Linked DNA regions of Anas platyrhynchos: region 1 is linked to region 2. Evidence: chromatin contacts called from public Hi-C data. All regions are on one chromosome and are shown on one strand. The core of a region is the stretch at or near the end of the contact, and the rest is flanking DNA. Distances in the headings are between cores, read along the strand shown.

Region 1 (3,584 bases), core at 80-2,579, 190 kb before region 2:
AAGTAAATCCTAATCCTGCCTTTTCTAAAAGCAGCAACAAAACCCTCCTCACCCATTGCACAACGGGTAGGACTGCCTCCCCAGCACAATATCTGGGATAGGGAGCATGGCAGATGTTTCATCAATTCATCATCGTAATTCATAACTCTGTGACAGGGAAGAGTGGTGCAGCACCTAAGAACTGCAAGAGAAAACTGAAGAGGTTGAAATTTTACTACAACCACCCAAAACCAGCTTTGTGAAACAAAGTTTTAAAAGTAATAAACCAGGCATTTAAATACCTTACCATGTTTACGTAGCTGCTATTTTCCTATTTATGCTACAAATAACATCTCTATGTAGATTCAGAGACAAACTCGATCAGACTAAATACAAAAGATATGTTACAAATGTATACATTTGTAAATGTATATGAAGTACATATAAATGTATACATATTATGTATACAAAATATATTTTATAAGCTGTAAAAACACAGCAGGATCTGATGAATTCTGTGTACCTACCATGTGGTTGGTTCACACGAGTGACTGGTCACAACACCGGCGAACATTAACAAAGTTTAAGTAGTGACACAGAGTCTAAGACAAACCTCGATCCTGGGGTGCCCGTGTCAGCAGTGTCAGAAATAAAGGCTACGCTTTTAATCCTCCTCCCCACCTTTTATGCTAAACGCCTCTACCTGCCCTCATTTACACCGCTTTCATCGCTGAAGCACAGAACCCTGACGCCTGGGTACAGAACACACAGCCCAAGTGTTTCCCTGGCTGGTGCCTGCCATAAGCCAATATTTGTCGAGCACCTAAGCACACACAGCTCGCAGCTCGGTGCTGCCGAAGGAACGCACCCCGGGATGCCAGCGCAGCAGGAGGCCCCCGGCCCTTCCTCCAGGCGGCACGCGGCTCATCCGCGGCCTCGGTGCCTCCCGTTACCGGCCCACCCCACACCCGCCCCACAGCGAAACCAGCAGCCGCTGCGGGCCGCCCCCCCCAAGCACGGCCCCGGGACCGGCCCCGGCTGCCACCCCCCGCGGGGCCTTCGCCGCCTGTCAGCGGCCCCGCGCCCGGTGCCCCCAGAGGGAAGGGGACGGGGAGGGGAGGGGAGGGGAGGGGAGGGAAGGGAAGGCCCCGGCGGCCCCGTCCGCGCGCTCACCGGCACGGCGTTGAGGCCCTGCTGCTCCGAGGCCATGACGAGGATGTTGTGGAAATCCATGGCCGGGGCCGGAGCCGAGGCCGCCGCCGCCGCCTCTCCGCTCCCCTCAGCGCCCGCCCCGCGCCGCTCGCTTCCGGCCGCCGCCGCCTGCCCCCCTTCTGTGGCCTCGCCTCGCGCCGGCGTCACGGCCCGCGCGTCACTTCCGCCCTGACGTGCGCGTCGCCTCACGAACCGTGGCTCAAGGGGGAGGGGCCCAGGGCCCCCTCCTTCGAGTGGTCTCCTATCGCCTCGGTTCCTCTAAAAATAAATAAACATAACAATAAAAGTTCCTCTGCTTCTCGTAGAAGCTGTCTTCTTGTCGTTTTGCTCTCTCGACGCGAATTCCTCTCTGACCTGACGTGTGGCTCCGAGCCCGCAGCCACCCGGGGCTCCTCAGGCTCTTCTCTTTCAGTTCCCCCGCGCTGCTGACAGGGCGGAGGTTGGAAATTCTCCGTGCCTCCAACTTCACGTTGCCTCCTCCTCCTCTTGGTTTCAGTGGTGCTCCCACTTGCCTCGATACTACTTCGTAACACCCCGCGTTCATTGCCTCCAGCTTTCGGCCTTTACCAGTCTCCTTTTTGCCTCATTCCCGCTGTCACATCACGTTTTCCACATCTGAAGTTCCTTTCTGGGCACCGCTTTGAGCCCCACAGCAGCTCTGTGTAAAGACACCCAGTGTGGCCCTGAGCGGGGAGAGGAAGGGGATGATTTGCCCCAGTGAGGCACTGCAGTGCTCGGCTTGGTGGTTTTGGGCTTCCTGAGCCTGAGGTCTGGAGCTGCTCCTGCAGGGCCTGCTCTGGTGGGGTCTGCACCCCTCACCTCCCACTGCCTTCACTTTGCCTCAGCCCTGGTTTAACCCCCTCACCCTGGAAGAACATCTTTTTCTCTCCTCTCCCCCCTGTTTTTTGACCCCAGTAAGAACCAGGCTGTGCTGTCTTTTTAATTGACTCAGACCTAGATTACATCTTCTGGTTTCCGCCCTCCTTATTTTATTACTCTCTTTAAGTTTTCATCTTAAGTATTGCTTTGGTTTAAGACCTTTTAGTCTGTCTTTTCTTACAGGCAGTGGTTTACCATCGTTTCTCACTTTTTCAGTTCTGTTTTCCCCCATGACGCTGTCAATAAGGTTATGATGCCATATTCTTGTGGTCTTATCTGCCACCTCATCTCCGCTGTGATGCTTCTTTAATCAGAATTTCCCTGCTCCGTCTTGAATTTCTTGTATCTCCACTGCTCCCTTCCTTGAGAGGCCTCTTAGTGTGACTCAGATTCCTGTATAACAACAACAGTATTGACAGAGTGATGATTGTTACTCTTGGGCTTTTTTATTTGCTTACTTTGGTCTGTGTTGGAGTTGGCAGGAATACTTGGCTAAATGCAGTCTTCGTTCTGCTGACTGTAATCCTGAGGGCAAGTGGAGGAAATCTCTCCCTGCCTCGAAAAGAGGACTTTTGAGCAAGCCAGAGGATGGTACTGCAGTTGTTTGCCGTGTGCCACTTTTTGGAAACCTTTAACCACAGTTGTTACCTTTTCCTGTATATGACAATACTGTGGTACCACACATCCTTTAGCAGAGGGGATTTGTATCTACATTACCAATGGGAGACATAACGTCACTGTGTATGTGTATGCAGCAGGCACTTTATAGGGTGGTAACGAATGATTCAGCTGTGTTGGGATTCCCAGATTGCACCCATGGTGTAAATGGCAACAAAAATAAAATCTAGAACGTTATGCACCAGCACAATGCCTTGTGCTCCAGTCTCTTTTTCTGCCAGATGTGCAACAATGAATGGGAACCTCAGTGCCATGTATGCCTACAGCTTTGTCCTTGCAATATCTTAAATCACTTCCCCAGTTGTACTTGCTCTTCCATCATCTTTTCATACACTTACAATGTGACAATCTTATCCCGACTGAGTTGGCCAGGATTCCCAAGAACAGCTAGTTTGTCAGGAACAGCGAAGGAATAACTTGTGTGCTTTTAAGCCAAACTGCTATTTCTGCTAAAGAAAAAAATGAGAAAATGTTTTTTCCTCTTTTTGTAACTGTCTGATCTGTTTAATTCTGTGCATGCTTAGTCTCAAATTTCTTTTGCAAGAATTGTAAAATTCAGTGAGTGTAGACCTGCCTCATCCAGAAAACCAAAATAACCTCTCTCAAATGTCCCCCAACATATAATTTCTGCCTCTGAAAAAGTTCAGACTGATTTACTTTTTTTTTTTTTTTTTGTACAACACTTTTTCAAGCTACAACTTGGTTAAGTTTTATTTTTATTAAACATCATCACATTAGGAAATCACTTAGAACTGGTTTGAAAACACTTAGAAAATATCAGACAGTATTCCACCAGAAACATGCCTTTGTTGCAAGTTTTTTAATCAGCTGTATTC
Region 2 (3,589 bases), core at 188-2,687:
ACTTGTGTAACTGGAACAGGTATTTTACAGGAGAGAATGTATCCTCTTTCCACCCAATACTTAGCTCTGAATTGAACTGAAGAGAACTGTAAAGAATCATGGTTCTTTACTGTCCAGCAAAGAACATTTCTTAAAAAACAGTAATCTGGTATTTTGCAGTGTTGTAAATAAAAGTGTGAGGCAGCACAGGCAGAAAATAACCAGACCAAGGTTTGAAGTGTAGAATCCCACACTGAATAAAGGGTTGTCGTTTCTCACCAGCCTGAATGATTGAGGAAAGTGAAGGGCAAGGGAAACTGCAGTAACTCTGAAGCTCTATAGATGTCACCAGCCTTTCACTCCAGCCTTCCCCAGCCAGTTGGTACCTATCTCCCTTCAGCCATTTACTTTGTAGCCCCAGAGGGACTGTTGTTTGGATGATGAAATGCTGCATAGTACAAATTAAGGGCTGCCAGCAATGATCTGTGTCTGGACAGGAGATACAAAATGGAAAATCTAAACATTAACACAGTACTTTTTCAATTACATCTTAAGCAAACACACTTACTTACTAGGAGTCAGAGAACAGTGTGAACTTCTTTTTAGATATTGCCGGCTAAATCATTAGGGCATTTCCTGAGCTTTGTTTAAAATGATTTATAGAGGTTATTTGCAACATTTTGCCTTCTCCTGGAATTCTCACGTAAAAATCCAAACCACATAATTTCCGTTCGCATAACACCCACAGCAGGCATGCACTGTTCTCTCTGAAGCTGGGAACTTTTTTTTGCAAAATGGCAGGGACTGTTACAAAAGAAAAATGAAATGGTCTATAAGAAAAATGGCCCCCTTGCTTAGACTTAGGTGTTAACTTTACACACTGAATAAGGAGCCAAATGTATGAAGACAGGGCAAGGTGGGAGGGGAAAGGAGAACAGGGAGATGTTTGCTCAACGAAGTGAAACTTTTGGAGCATAAATGCAGTCTTTTAAATTAATAACTCTCTTTGGATGCTCTATGACAACACCCTAGAGATTTCAGGTTTGATTCCCTTGTGGAGCAGCTGCATCTGTACTGGGGAGGGTGGCGGAGTGTTGGCTGTACCACTGTCCCACCACACACAGCTCCTGTTGGTGGTATTGAGGGGTATGGCCCCCTGTAATCAGAACCCTGCTTATTGCTCTGAACACAATTGATCTCTCATGAATGGGAAAAGCTGCAACTTTTTTTTATGTTATGTCCACAGGAAGAGGTAGATAGATTGAGGTCAGGTTTGTACTACAGTATTTGGCTAGAATAATTGCTAGCTGGAGGTGTGGGATGGAGGGGAGGAATGTACTCCTTTGTAGCAATGCTTTCAGAAAAACTCCTTTAGTCATGGTATAAGAAATATCTGCAAGAGACTTTGCCAGCATAGCCAGACTTTGGCTGTGACTCTTGGAGTCAAGCCCTAGACAAAGAGACTGTGCTCAGAAAATGTACACTCATCAGTCGCGGGAAACTGTTTCAACATAGGTTTCGTTCAATCCTTACTCAAGACATTTTTGAGACAGCCCCAAACAGTGGTACTTTCCCAGATGGAAGTTTAAGTAAGGCCACAGGGAGCTGGAGGGAGAGATCAGTAACTGAGGTTGGGAGAGGGGCAGGTCAAGGCAAGGTGGGCAGCAGGGCCTGGCTGCTGGGACCCTCAGGCCAGTGTCCATGAAATCACACAGTTGACTAGCCCGTCCACAGTAGTGCATCTGGGGGTGCTACAGAGCAGGACAGTGCTTTTCACTCGGATTTTGAACAAGTTTCTCAGAGTTGTGAAGTTAAATTAAAAAAATAAAAATAAAAATAAAAATAAAAATAAAAATAAAATAATAATAATAATAATAAAAGCTTTCTTCAGGATTCCCATTTTCTAAACTCACAGCTTAAAATGTATTAAAAACTTTTTTAGTAAATGATCCTCAAAGTGCTGGAAATACAGATTAGCTCAGCTGGTAGTGATACTGCAGGCACCCACTGTTAATAAGTAATCAGCATCTTTCACAGCATGCCTTTCACCTTTGGATAGAGGGCCAGACCCTAATTTGATGTATGAGCATATATTTCAGTGTAACCCCACTGAGATCAATACTATTGCTGTGAATTTACACTGGTGTAATAGGAAGTAGAATTTGTCACTAGAAGAGAGGGAGTGAAAAGTGAACATACATTATAATTCCCTGAGCAGTACATTTTCTCATTATCTGTTCATTCAGGATTTGAATCTTGGAGATTGAATTGATTTCAGATCTCCTACCACCTGACCCAAAACAAAAACCAGACAGCTGTGTTTGTTACTGTTTGGTAATATATTTTTCCAGGAAAACACAGCTTAAGCTCAGCTCTACTGAAATAACTGGCCGTTGTTTGTGCTTCATAATAGGCACACTGCTCTTGGAAAGAGAGCATGTATCTGCCGAGACCAGAGAACTTGCTATTTGACTTTGGCACAGTGCAATAGTGTGTCAAAAATATGTCTGAAAGCCATGTTTCAAAATCTCATTCAAGGAAAAGGAGATGAAAAACCTAGAAGAGCAGGGTGAGGGAGTGCTTAATTTGGGTTTATAGTTAGGTGCAAAGCAAACCCCACTCTGTTCAAGAAAATCTGAAAGACTGCAGATGTGCAGGCAGGATTAGAAACGATGAGAACAGAAGAGTCAATTTTGTGCAGCACCATGTAAAAAAAGGAACTAAAAGAGTAATTCATTCACCATATTGACCGTGACACATTACTTAATCCCTAAAAGACATCTATTATGTAGATTACAGTCTGATCTCCAAATTGGGAAAGACACGAATATTTTGGGACCCAAGACTGAGGTTTTGAAAGGAGTCAACTTTACTTGAGCACCAATACTGACAGTCTGGGTCCTGTCAGCAGCCTGGGGAGAAACTTGAGTCCTCTTGGGATTCAGACTTTTCTGCCTGCAATCAACACAGTTGTCTTTTATGCTGAATTCTGAATGTGGAAAACAGCAGAGAACTGAGATACTTTCATTAGCTTTACAGAGAGGGTAAAATGGCCCAGTGATTCAAACTGGAGCTTGTTGGTAGGTAGCCACACAGACCTAGTTTGCCGTGTTCTCTTGCAGTCCTGTTAAGTGTCTTGGGACTATCGTGGCCCACTGCCTTCTGACCAGGTTAGTTCATTTTTTATAGGCAGTGATGAAGATGGGCTTGGAGACATGTACAGGAAATTCACAAATTATTCATAGCCATCCACATATTTTAAAGGTGGAAGAAAAATAGTTTTTCATCTCCTTCATCTCAGTGAAGAACTATGGTTTAGTATTCTTATGCAATTTATTAATAAGCAGATGACAAGACTGTAAGATGCTTCTGTAATGTACAGAGCATGTGATTCAAAAGGAACTCATTATTTAAATTACTTAAACCAATCATGAACTATAACACAGTTTTAACTGAAGTAAAAGAAGATCCTCTTGAATATCCAATGCATTAATCAAGATGAGATGCAAAACTTTATGGCTGATGGCATATTAATTTTTGCTTAAAAGCAACAGACGTGTAGGCACAATCTATCCCATTTTAGATGAGCCCAGAGCTGGTTCATCTAGAA

Evidence for each region. Hi-C and Micro-C count contacts between places; a contact is called where the count stands out from the background.
Region 1: a Hi-C map of subcutaneous adipose tissue shows a contact between it and region 2, with 2.9 times the contacts expected there. The contact joins the promoter of SPTY2D1 here to the enhancer-like site in region 2. A contact is called at or near these places in 2 of 8 Hi-C or Micro-C datasets (skeletal muscle and subcutaneous adipose tissue).

The regions. Positions count from the first base shown.
Region 1 is chr5:29,603,801-29,607,384 of IASCAAS_PekinDuck_T2T, reverse strand. It overlaps SPTY2D1 (SPT2 chromatin protein domain containing 1), which reads right to left and starts at 1,329. Exons shown (of 6, transcript XM_027459301.3): 1 at 1,153-1,329. The coding sequence starts at 1,212. IGSF22 (immunoglobulin superfamily member 22) reads right to left here. Exons shown (of 18, transcript XM_072038564.1): 18 at 2,076-3,584.
Region 2 is chr5:29,414,374-29,417,962 of IASCAAS_PekinDuck_T2T, reverse strand. No RefSeq gene overlaps it. Among named protein-coding and RNA genes, the nearest start is that of PTPN5, 19 kb to the left of the region's middle. Within about 2 kb of position 1,437, at least 3 of the 8 cell types and tissues checked have an H3K27ac peak or open chromatin away from gene starts, as enhancers often do. A contact at or near this core is called in subcutaneous adipose tissue, where this site is marked.